Linked DNA regions of Mus musculus: region 1 is linked to region 2. A link is a contact called in public HiChIP or PLAC-seq data. All regions are on one chromosome and are shown on one strand. The core of a region is the stretch at or near the end of the contact, and the rest is flanking DNA. Distances in the headings are between cores, read along the strand shown. Region 1 has its middle 29 kb from the start of 1810063I02Rik. Region 2 holds the start of Nt5m (5',3'-nucleotidase, mitochondrial).

Evidence for each region. HiChIP or PLAC-seq counts read pairs in DNA pulled down with a chosen protein or histone mark.
Region 1: a contact with region 2 is called in an H3K27ac HiChIP or PLAC-seq map of embryonic stem cells, with 6 read pairs. The contact joins the enhancer-like site here to the promoter of Nt5m in region 2. A contact is called at or near these places in 1 of 39 promoter capture datasets (embryonic stem cells), 1 of 15 datasets of contacts at CTCF or cohesin (CD8 T cells), 3 of 484 Hi-C or Micro-C datasets (the C10 cell line, myeloid progenitors and trophoblast stem cells), 6 of 115 datasets of contacts at active chromatin or transcription factors (the SCID.adh cell line, embryonic stem cells and pancreatic cancer cells) and 2 of 9 other capture datasets (adipose tissue and pancreatic islet).

The regions. Positions count from the first base shown.
Region 1 is chr11:59,889,971-59,894,290 of GRCm38.p6, forward strand. No RefSeq gene overlaps it. Among named protein-coding and RNA genes, the nearest start is that of 1810063I02Rik, 29 kb to the right of the region's middle. Within about 2 kb of position 2,106, at least 45 of the 459 cell types and tissues checked have an H3K27ac peak or open chromatin away from gene starts, as enhancers often do. A contact at or near this core is called in embryonic stem cells and trophoblast stem cells, where this site is marked.
Region 2 is chr11:59,846,363-59,850,231 of GRCm38.p6, forward strand. It overlaps Nt5m (5',3'-nucleotidase, mitochondrial), which reads left to right and starts at 1,711. Exons shown (of 5, transcript NM_134029.2): 1 at 1,711-2,010. The coding sequence starts at 1,768. It also overlaps a transcript of Cops3 not described here.

The DNA of each region.
Region 1 (4,320 bases), core at 856-3,355, 44 kb after region 2:
AAGAGCTTGATATGGGAATCGGGTTTGTTGCTCTCTACTTCCTGACTGTGGCGGCAGCAGGACAGGCTAAGCTGCTTCAGGCTCATCGCCTTGTACCCTTGGACTGTGAGCTGGAACTTCTCCCTTAATCTGCTTTTGTCAGACTATTATATCATAGGGACAGGAAGAGAAGTGGTCTCACACTCCTTTGCTAGTGTCGTAAATTATGATGGCATCCGGGCACTTTCACCTCAGGTGTCAACTCACCCTCATTGTAAACCCAAAGTGGGTGTGGTTGCCTGAGGAGACCTAGGCATCAGAGAAGCTACCCAGTTGGCATGGGGGTAGACCTGGAACCCAAAACCAGACCCAAAACCTGTCATTCTCAGGGCCTTGCTCTATATCACTGTGTTCAGCTTCCTAGAGTTCCCATGGGAACAAGGGTGAACCTTGAGGATGCTGCTCAGTAAAACATGCCAGTCACCAAAGGAGAGACACTGCAAAATTCTGTTCATACGAGACGAGATACGCTGTTTTGGTTCATCTTCACACTTCAACTTGACTGGATTTGGAATCACTATGGAAACACATCTCGGGGTGTGTCTATGATGGCTTTTTCAGAAATGTTAACTAAAGAGGGAAGACTGATCCTGAATATGGTGGTACTGTCAGTGTACTGGGGGTCCGGGTGGAGAATAAGAGGGGAAAGGAGCTGAGCAACAGCCTGCGCCTCTCTCCTTCCTGACTGCGGACCGTGTCGCCAGCCTTATGTTCCTGCCGCCATGGACCACATGGGTCGTGATGGATCACATCCCCTTGAAAGTGAGCCGAAGTAAACTGCATCTTCCTTGAGTTGCTTGGTCATGGGATGTAACGATCACAGGCACACATGGGCACGTGCAGAATGGGGGAGAGACTGGTGGGTGCTTAGAGCCCGGGGTGGGGGAGCAGAAGGGCAAAGATTCTGATGAGCTTATGAAAAGTTCCAAAATTTACCTGTTGTCTACATGAAGGATGTTGACACACACGTCTATGTCATTTCTTTTCTCCCAGAGCTCAGCTTTGACCCAGAGCTCTAGGCTTGCAAAGAATGTTCTCTGACCATGAGCCGAGTCCTCTCAGCCTCAAGTACGCACTTTAAGCAAGACAGTGACACGGTTTGGGAATCGTCACACATCGCTGTTCTGGTGTGGTGGTACAGGCATGTAATTATCTCAGTTTCTTGAATGGCTGAGGCAGGAGGATTGTTTAAATAAAACAATTGCAAGATGGCTCAGCAGGTAGAAACACTTGCTGCCAAGATTGACAAACCTGAGGTTGACTACTGGCATTCACATTGAAAAGAGAATCAACTACTGCAAGTTTCCCTCTGGTCTCTATAGTCATATATATATTATTTTATCTTTCTAGTGTTTTGTTTTGTTTTGTTTTGTTTTTTGAGACAGGCTTTCCCTGTTATGTGGCTCTGGCTGTCCTGGAACTTGCAATCTGGCACCAAACTCACAGAGATCTACCTGTCTCTGCCTCCCAAATGCTGAGATTAAAGGTGTATATTTATAATAAATAAATATCTTTAAAAAGGGCTTCTGATCTCCCATGTGGCTCCACCCCTCTCCCGTCCTTCAGATGGCCCCACCCAACCCCTGACAGCCAAAGCAGCTGTGTCCCTGGGATGCATGCACAGATCGGCAGGACTGCAGAAAGCCTGCGGTCGGGAGCCAGGGAGCTGTGCATCAGCAGTCCAGTCTTCGTCTGACTGTTTTCCTCTATGCCTGTGGTTCTCAACCTTCCGAATGCTGCAACTCTGTAATACAGTTCCTCGGGTTGGGTTGACCCCGACCATAAAATTATTTTGCTGCTACTTCATAACTGTAATTTTGCTACTGGTATAAACTGTAACATAAATATCTGATCTACAAACCCCCAGATTGAGAACCGCTGCTCTACACCATAGCAGACAGCCTAGAAAACCTCTTTCTGATGATGTTATTGGACCTCTTTGCCATTTCTCTCTCTTGTTCAAAAGGCTGAGCAGTAGCCCTGCCGGCCTCTGGCAGCACTGAGGGCTGTGAACTGCCAGACAGCACAGAGCAGTGGGAAGAGAGGCCTGGAGCTATAAACTGGTGGAGAGATCCATACAGTTGCCATGGCTGCTGCTCCCGCTGCCCGGAGAGCTGCTTACCCTGCTGGCTGAGGGCTGATGACTCTCACTGCCCGGGGCAGCTAGCGTTAGTTACTTTGTTTCATGATTTCTATGAGATGAACAGAAGAAATTTCAGCCAACTGCCAATAATCCCCCTCCCTTGCTCTGTCCTTTCTCTCCCTCTGTTCGAGGGAGTCATGTTAGATCTGAGGTCGATGACTCCTCATAGAAGTCCGGATGCCAAGAAACATTATTTGGTACACCTGCCCAGAGTGACCTCCCACAGAGCAGTGTGGCTGCCCTGATGAACCCTGTGCTTGGTGGCAGCAGAGTTTCCAAGGAAGTAACTAACAGAGAGAGGCCAAAGGGAAGTCATATCCTGGTTTCCTTGTGGTAGTAGAGGCCCAGGCAAATGGGAAAACAGCCGGTGGGGAGATCCAGACTCCCCAGGAGCCAGACCCTCCCTCAGCAGGCGTCAGCTGAGAGTGGATGTCAGATCAGTTCCTCATCATCCCAGCTGACTCACTGGCTGTAACGGCTATGCCTCCAAGAGGCTATTTGCCTGGGGCACTAGAAACTCATTGTCTCAAGTTTGATTTTTGTTTGACCGACTGAGATGGCTCTTGGTTGTCAACTTGACTATTTCTGGAATGAACTACAGTCCAGAAGTGGAGGGCTCACCTGTGATCTGGGTCTGAGGTAGGAAGACACATGCCTTTAAGCCAGATCCTGAGGCGGAAAGGGCTGCACCTTCTGCTGGAAGCCTATATAAGGTCATGGAAGAAGGACTTTTTTTTTGGTTTGGTTGGTTGGTTTTGTTTTGTTTTTCTTTGACTGCTTGCCCTTGCCTTACTAGCACATCCATTCCTTTATTGGCATTGGAGCCTATTTCTTCAGGTTTCCAGTACAGAAGCCCAGATGAGATGCCCAGACTCGCAGGACTGAGAAACTGCTAGATTCTTGGACTTCATGGCTAGTCATTGCTGGCTTCGTTAGACTGCAGCCTGTAAATCATTCCAATAAATTTCATATAGATGGGGGGGGGGTGAGATGAGATTCATTCCATAAGTTCTGTGACTCTAGAGAACCCTAATACAAAATCTTTGCCCATCTGTCTACAACAAAACCACTATTCAAATCCACCCTCCTATTGCCCCACCCTCCCATTGTCCCTGGGAATGTCTGATTCCCAGAACTGGGGTTGTTGCTGGGTAAAGGTGCAGCCGCTCCTCTCAGGAGCCCAGAAAGTCTCTCTGGTTTTGGACCACACAGGGGGAGGATGTTCATGGAATCTCAAGGAGGCTGCAGAACCTGAACCCGAGTGTCACAGTCTGAATATCTGTAAGAAGAAGGCGTGTAGCTGAGCCAGGAGCCAGGGCCACAGAGACGGGGAGGAGAGAGTCGCAAATCCAGAGAGGACAAAGCCTGAAGAATCCTGAGTGGCTTTTGGTGGGGAAGTACTCTCTGTTGACTGTGAAGTCCTACAGCACAGGCCACGCCCACTCCGTGTGAGGGGAGGAGCCAAGGGCCCCTGCTGAGCTGCATCCTAGCCCCGGGTCTAGGTTTTACTATTCCACTCCATCAGGTATCTTGGACAAATGGCTCCATCCAGGCACACAGGGAAGATCCAATCTCAAGTGTTACATTGAATCGTTATAATAACCTAGAAGAATGTTGTGTCGGAACAGTACAGGAACCACCCTGAAGCTGATTCTGCCAGCCAAATCAGAGATGCTGTGAGCATATAGACAAACGGTGGTAACTTCCAATTATAACCTGCCCACGGAGAGAGAAGTGCAAGGCTTTGCAGACGGAATCGAGGAATGAATATTGAACTGTGATGAGCAATGGAACATTACATCATCCCCAGGACCTTTCCCCCATATATTCGTTCACAACAAAAGGAAAGGGGATGATTTCCGTGGAAGGAGGCTGCAGACACATCTAATCAAGCACACCCCTCCCCTCCCCCAACCCCAACCACTCTTCTCCACCTTCATTCTCCTGGGCTGGGACTTTGCCCACCTCCCCTTTCTACCCACTGAAACCCTGACCATGACTTGGCACCTGGCTCTCAGTCTACATGTTTCACGACCTCCCCATCACTCCATCCAATGTGGCTTAGAACCATATTCTATTTATTCAGCTAAGGCTATTATGCTCCTGATATCCGGAGGAGGAGGAGGGTAACACTGGGG
Region 2 (3,869 bases), core at 461-2,960:
CTGTGCCAAGCCCTCTAGCCCCGGTGGGCTTACCTCAGGATAGGGTTCCAGCAGCTCATAGTTGTGGGAAGTCACATACGCCATTACAAGATGGCGCTGGCCACCGCTGGCCACCGCCCGTAAGTTCAGGTAAACAACCATTGTGCGCATGTGCATAAGGGTTTCTCACCAAATCAAAGCCCATCCCGGGGAATGTAAATGAGGCACTGAAAGCACAACCAATCAGGTATAGACACGCCACTCCTAGGCCTATATAAGCAGCGCCAGTTTTGGGGCTGGGGTCTTTTGGCTTCGCTATCAAGCTCTTCCAATAAACCTGTGCAGAAGAATCCTGTTGTGGTGTCTTCCTTGCTGGCGAATCGGGCGTCCACAATAGTCACAAAGCTTTTACTGAGTCAGTGCCTCTAGATTCTTGTCTCATGAACTTAGAGAATGAAGTTCATAGATGACAAGGAGGGTGAGTTTCTTTAAAGATATTTATTTTTCCTGAATGTATGTATGGGTATAACACACTTGCCTGGTGCCTGAGGGGGCCAGAAGAAGGTGTTGAATCTCCAGAAACTGAAGCTACAGACTGTTGTGAGCACTGTCTCTCTTCCATGTTAGCATGTCTATCAGTGGTGGTTCCTTGTTGTGGTCTTATTTAGGCAGCCATATTATTATGGAAGTTTTTCTGTCATTTCCAGAAAACATAATCTCACAACAGATTGTCTGGTCCTCCCATGTAACTTGCTTGGCCTTTTGGGACATGAGCTTTCTAGCTTTGTCTTTATCTTTCTTATTTTGGAAACATCCAGCCATCCCTCTTCTCTTTAGGACAGAGTCTTTTTAAAAAATCTTTACAAACATCCTGTGTATCCGTCTGTCTCTCTTTCCCTCCCTCCCTCCCTCCCTCTCTCTCTCTCTCTCCCCACGTTTTGGCAATATGTATGTCTGTGCACCACATGTGCCCATGGAGGCCAGCAGAGGGTGCTGTATGCATCCCCTGTGTTCAGAGTTGAGAGGATTGTGAGCAGCCAGCAGGGTGCTGGGAATCTAGATCAGGAAGGACCAAGATTTAACATACAGAGACCTTTCTTTACCAAAAATACCTTCATGTTTGCATCCTTTAAAATATTTTTTCTACCTACTAATTCCTTTTTTTTTAATAACATGAAGCACAGTAACAAATTTACAGACATATTTGGAGATTCACTATTGAATCCAGTGATGTTAGGATGGACACAGAGCATCTGTTTTTTTTAGAACCTTTATAGATTTGAAGGTTACACCTCTGATAGCTTTAAATTTTATAAGGTTATGGTTGCAAACATTCAGCATCTATGAACAAAGAGGATCACACACAGCAGGTGTATCTGCCTTTACCTGTACCTAAAACCTGAAATCCTCCCTGTCTATACTTGGGAATGACAAGCTGTTTAAAAACCTGTACCCATAATCCGGGATGGCTGGAACTTTGTTGGGCTCAGAGCTCAACGAAGTAAGCGCTCAATAAATACCTAAGGATTTGTTCCTCCGGTGGTGAGCTCCTCCATCCACCACTGCCTCAGTAGGAAGAGTGCTCCAGTCTGGCTTTCACAGGCGGCTGTAACCTGGGACTGGATGTCCCAGGGCGATCAGCACCCACGTCGCGCTCACCTTCTCTGGGCGCATGTCCCTTTAAGGGCGGCGGGGCTGCGCGCCGGCCTCGCTCTGGGCCGGAGCCTGCGCGTCCGTGTCCGCGGTGGAGGCTGCGTCTGCCGCGGGCCCCGGGCGAGGAGCGGGGCGATGCATAGGCTGCGCGGCTGCTGTGCGCGTCCCCGCGGTGCCCCGCTACGGGCCGAGCGGAGCCGGGCGAGCAGCCGCGCCCTGCGGGTGCTGGTGGACATGGACGGCGTGCTGGCGGACTTTGAGGGCGGCTTCCTCCGGAAGTTCCGCGCGCGTTTCCCCGACCTGCCCTTCGTGGCGCTGGAGGACCGGCGCGGCTTCTGGGTGTCGGAGCAGTACGGACGGCTACAGCCTGGGCTAAGCGTGAGCACCAGCCGGCCCCGCAGCCGTGCCCCGCGGGGAGGGGAAACTGAGGCCGCAGCTGTCCAGCCCCAAGCCAGCTCGACTCCTCCAATGACCTTTGGCGGGTTCTTTGGTACCACACGGATCCTGGGAGGACTAGGGCTACAGGGCTAGAGGGACCAACCATTCAGCTGTTGCTGGGTTTCCAGCTATCTCCTTAATCCCCCTTCCCAGCTGGACTCCCTTTTCCCCTCTCTTCCTCTCTCCTGCCGCTGCCCTTCAGTATCCACTTCTTCTAAATATTGGAGATTGAACCCAGACCTCTGTAGACTAGACAGGCTCCCAACCACTGACCTACATCTCCCATCCTCTTACTTTGTACTTTGTCCTTCATTCTCACTAGCTTCCCTAGGCTGCCCTTGAACTAATTCACTGTGTAGCCTAGGGAGGCCTAAATTTTTGATCCTCCTGTTTTATAGTCTCTCAAGAAGCTGAGACTGCAAGCCATGCTGGGCTTGAATTTTAAATTCTTGGTGTGTTTGGCCTCAGATAATTGGTTACATTAAAAACAAACAAAAACAAAAAACAAAACCGAGCATTCTCAGTCTCTTACCCAGACATGGCTATCCCTCCCAATGAAATTGACAGGAGTGTCTTTGCCATCCTCTTTTACCCCATGGAAGCATAACTTTGAGTGATACTGTATGCTAGAGAATGTGACTTGCAGAGTGTCACATGGGGAGTCGGACTGGGAAGAGTGAAACTTCCCTCTTGACCAGTGTAAGGTTTTTGGTAAGACCTTGGGCACCACTCCCCCAACCTTCCCATCCCTCATGGCTAGACAGAGATCCAGGCTTTTTGGTAAAGTGTAATTTGGAGACTTAAACTATTCTATGAAAGGAATAGGGGGATTTGCTCAGCATAAACTTAGAAACTCCAGCGTTTCTCACTTGGTTGTCTAGGGGCTATAGTGCTTGATGGTCAGAGGAGTGTTTTTTGTTTTTGTTTTTTAACTTATCAGGTTTGTAACATCTCGTTCTTCACAGTCTTCCAGGACTGAAGGCAGTGAGGTCATGAAGAAAAAGACACACAGAGAGCTGGGCTCTTTTCTGGAGAAACCACAGCACTCTTGGAAGCCCAGGGTGTTTGTAGGGATCAACAGAAAGGCGGGTGTATACGGATGGGCAGGGATGGGGACAGAGGTGTAACGAAACAGGGGAGGCAGTCTGCAGGGGGGAAACATTCAAGGGGGAAAGCTAGAGTGGCCATTCTCTGCATATACTGTCAAATTCTATACTTGGACCAGAGGAAGGCTTCTTCATGCCAGGGGATGGGGGTGGGGCTTTGCCCTTCCTTCATGGGTCTGAGGTTCTGGGGTGCTGACACAGCTCTGCCTATGTCAGTGACAGCACATTGCCTCAGGACTTCACTCAGCACTCTCTCCATTCCCTTATCTTGCTGTGGGAAGATGCTCCTGTTTCCTCCTTGCACACAAGGAGACCTGCCATCCTGCCATCATCACATCACGGGGTAGTAAGGAGCGCAGATGGGATTCAAGCCCCAGCAACACGTCTGCCTGCTCCACACAATTCTCTCCAACCACCCTACTGCCCTGTTCTCTGTTCTGCTTTCTCTTTTGATTTCAATACAGTACGGGGGTGGGTGGTAATACAGCTCAATGGTAGAGGATTGTCTAGCTAGTACAAGACTCTAGGGTTCTGTCCTAGCACTGCAGCTCTGCACCCCCAGCTCCCAGGCCCCTACATGATAAAGAAGGTACCTCCACAGTAATTTGGTTTACTGAGGGACAGGTATTTAAAGGGGACATGGGGTATCATTTCTGTTCATTCACAGATGGTACTGCTGCAAGCATCTCCACA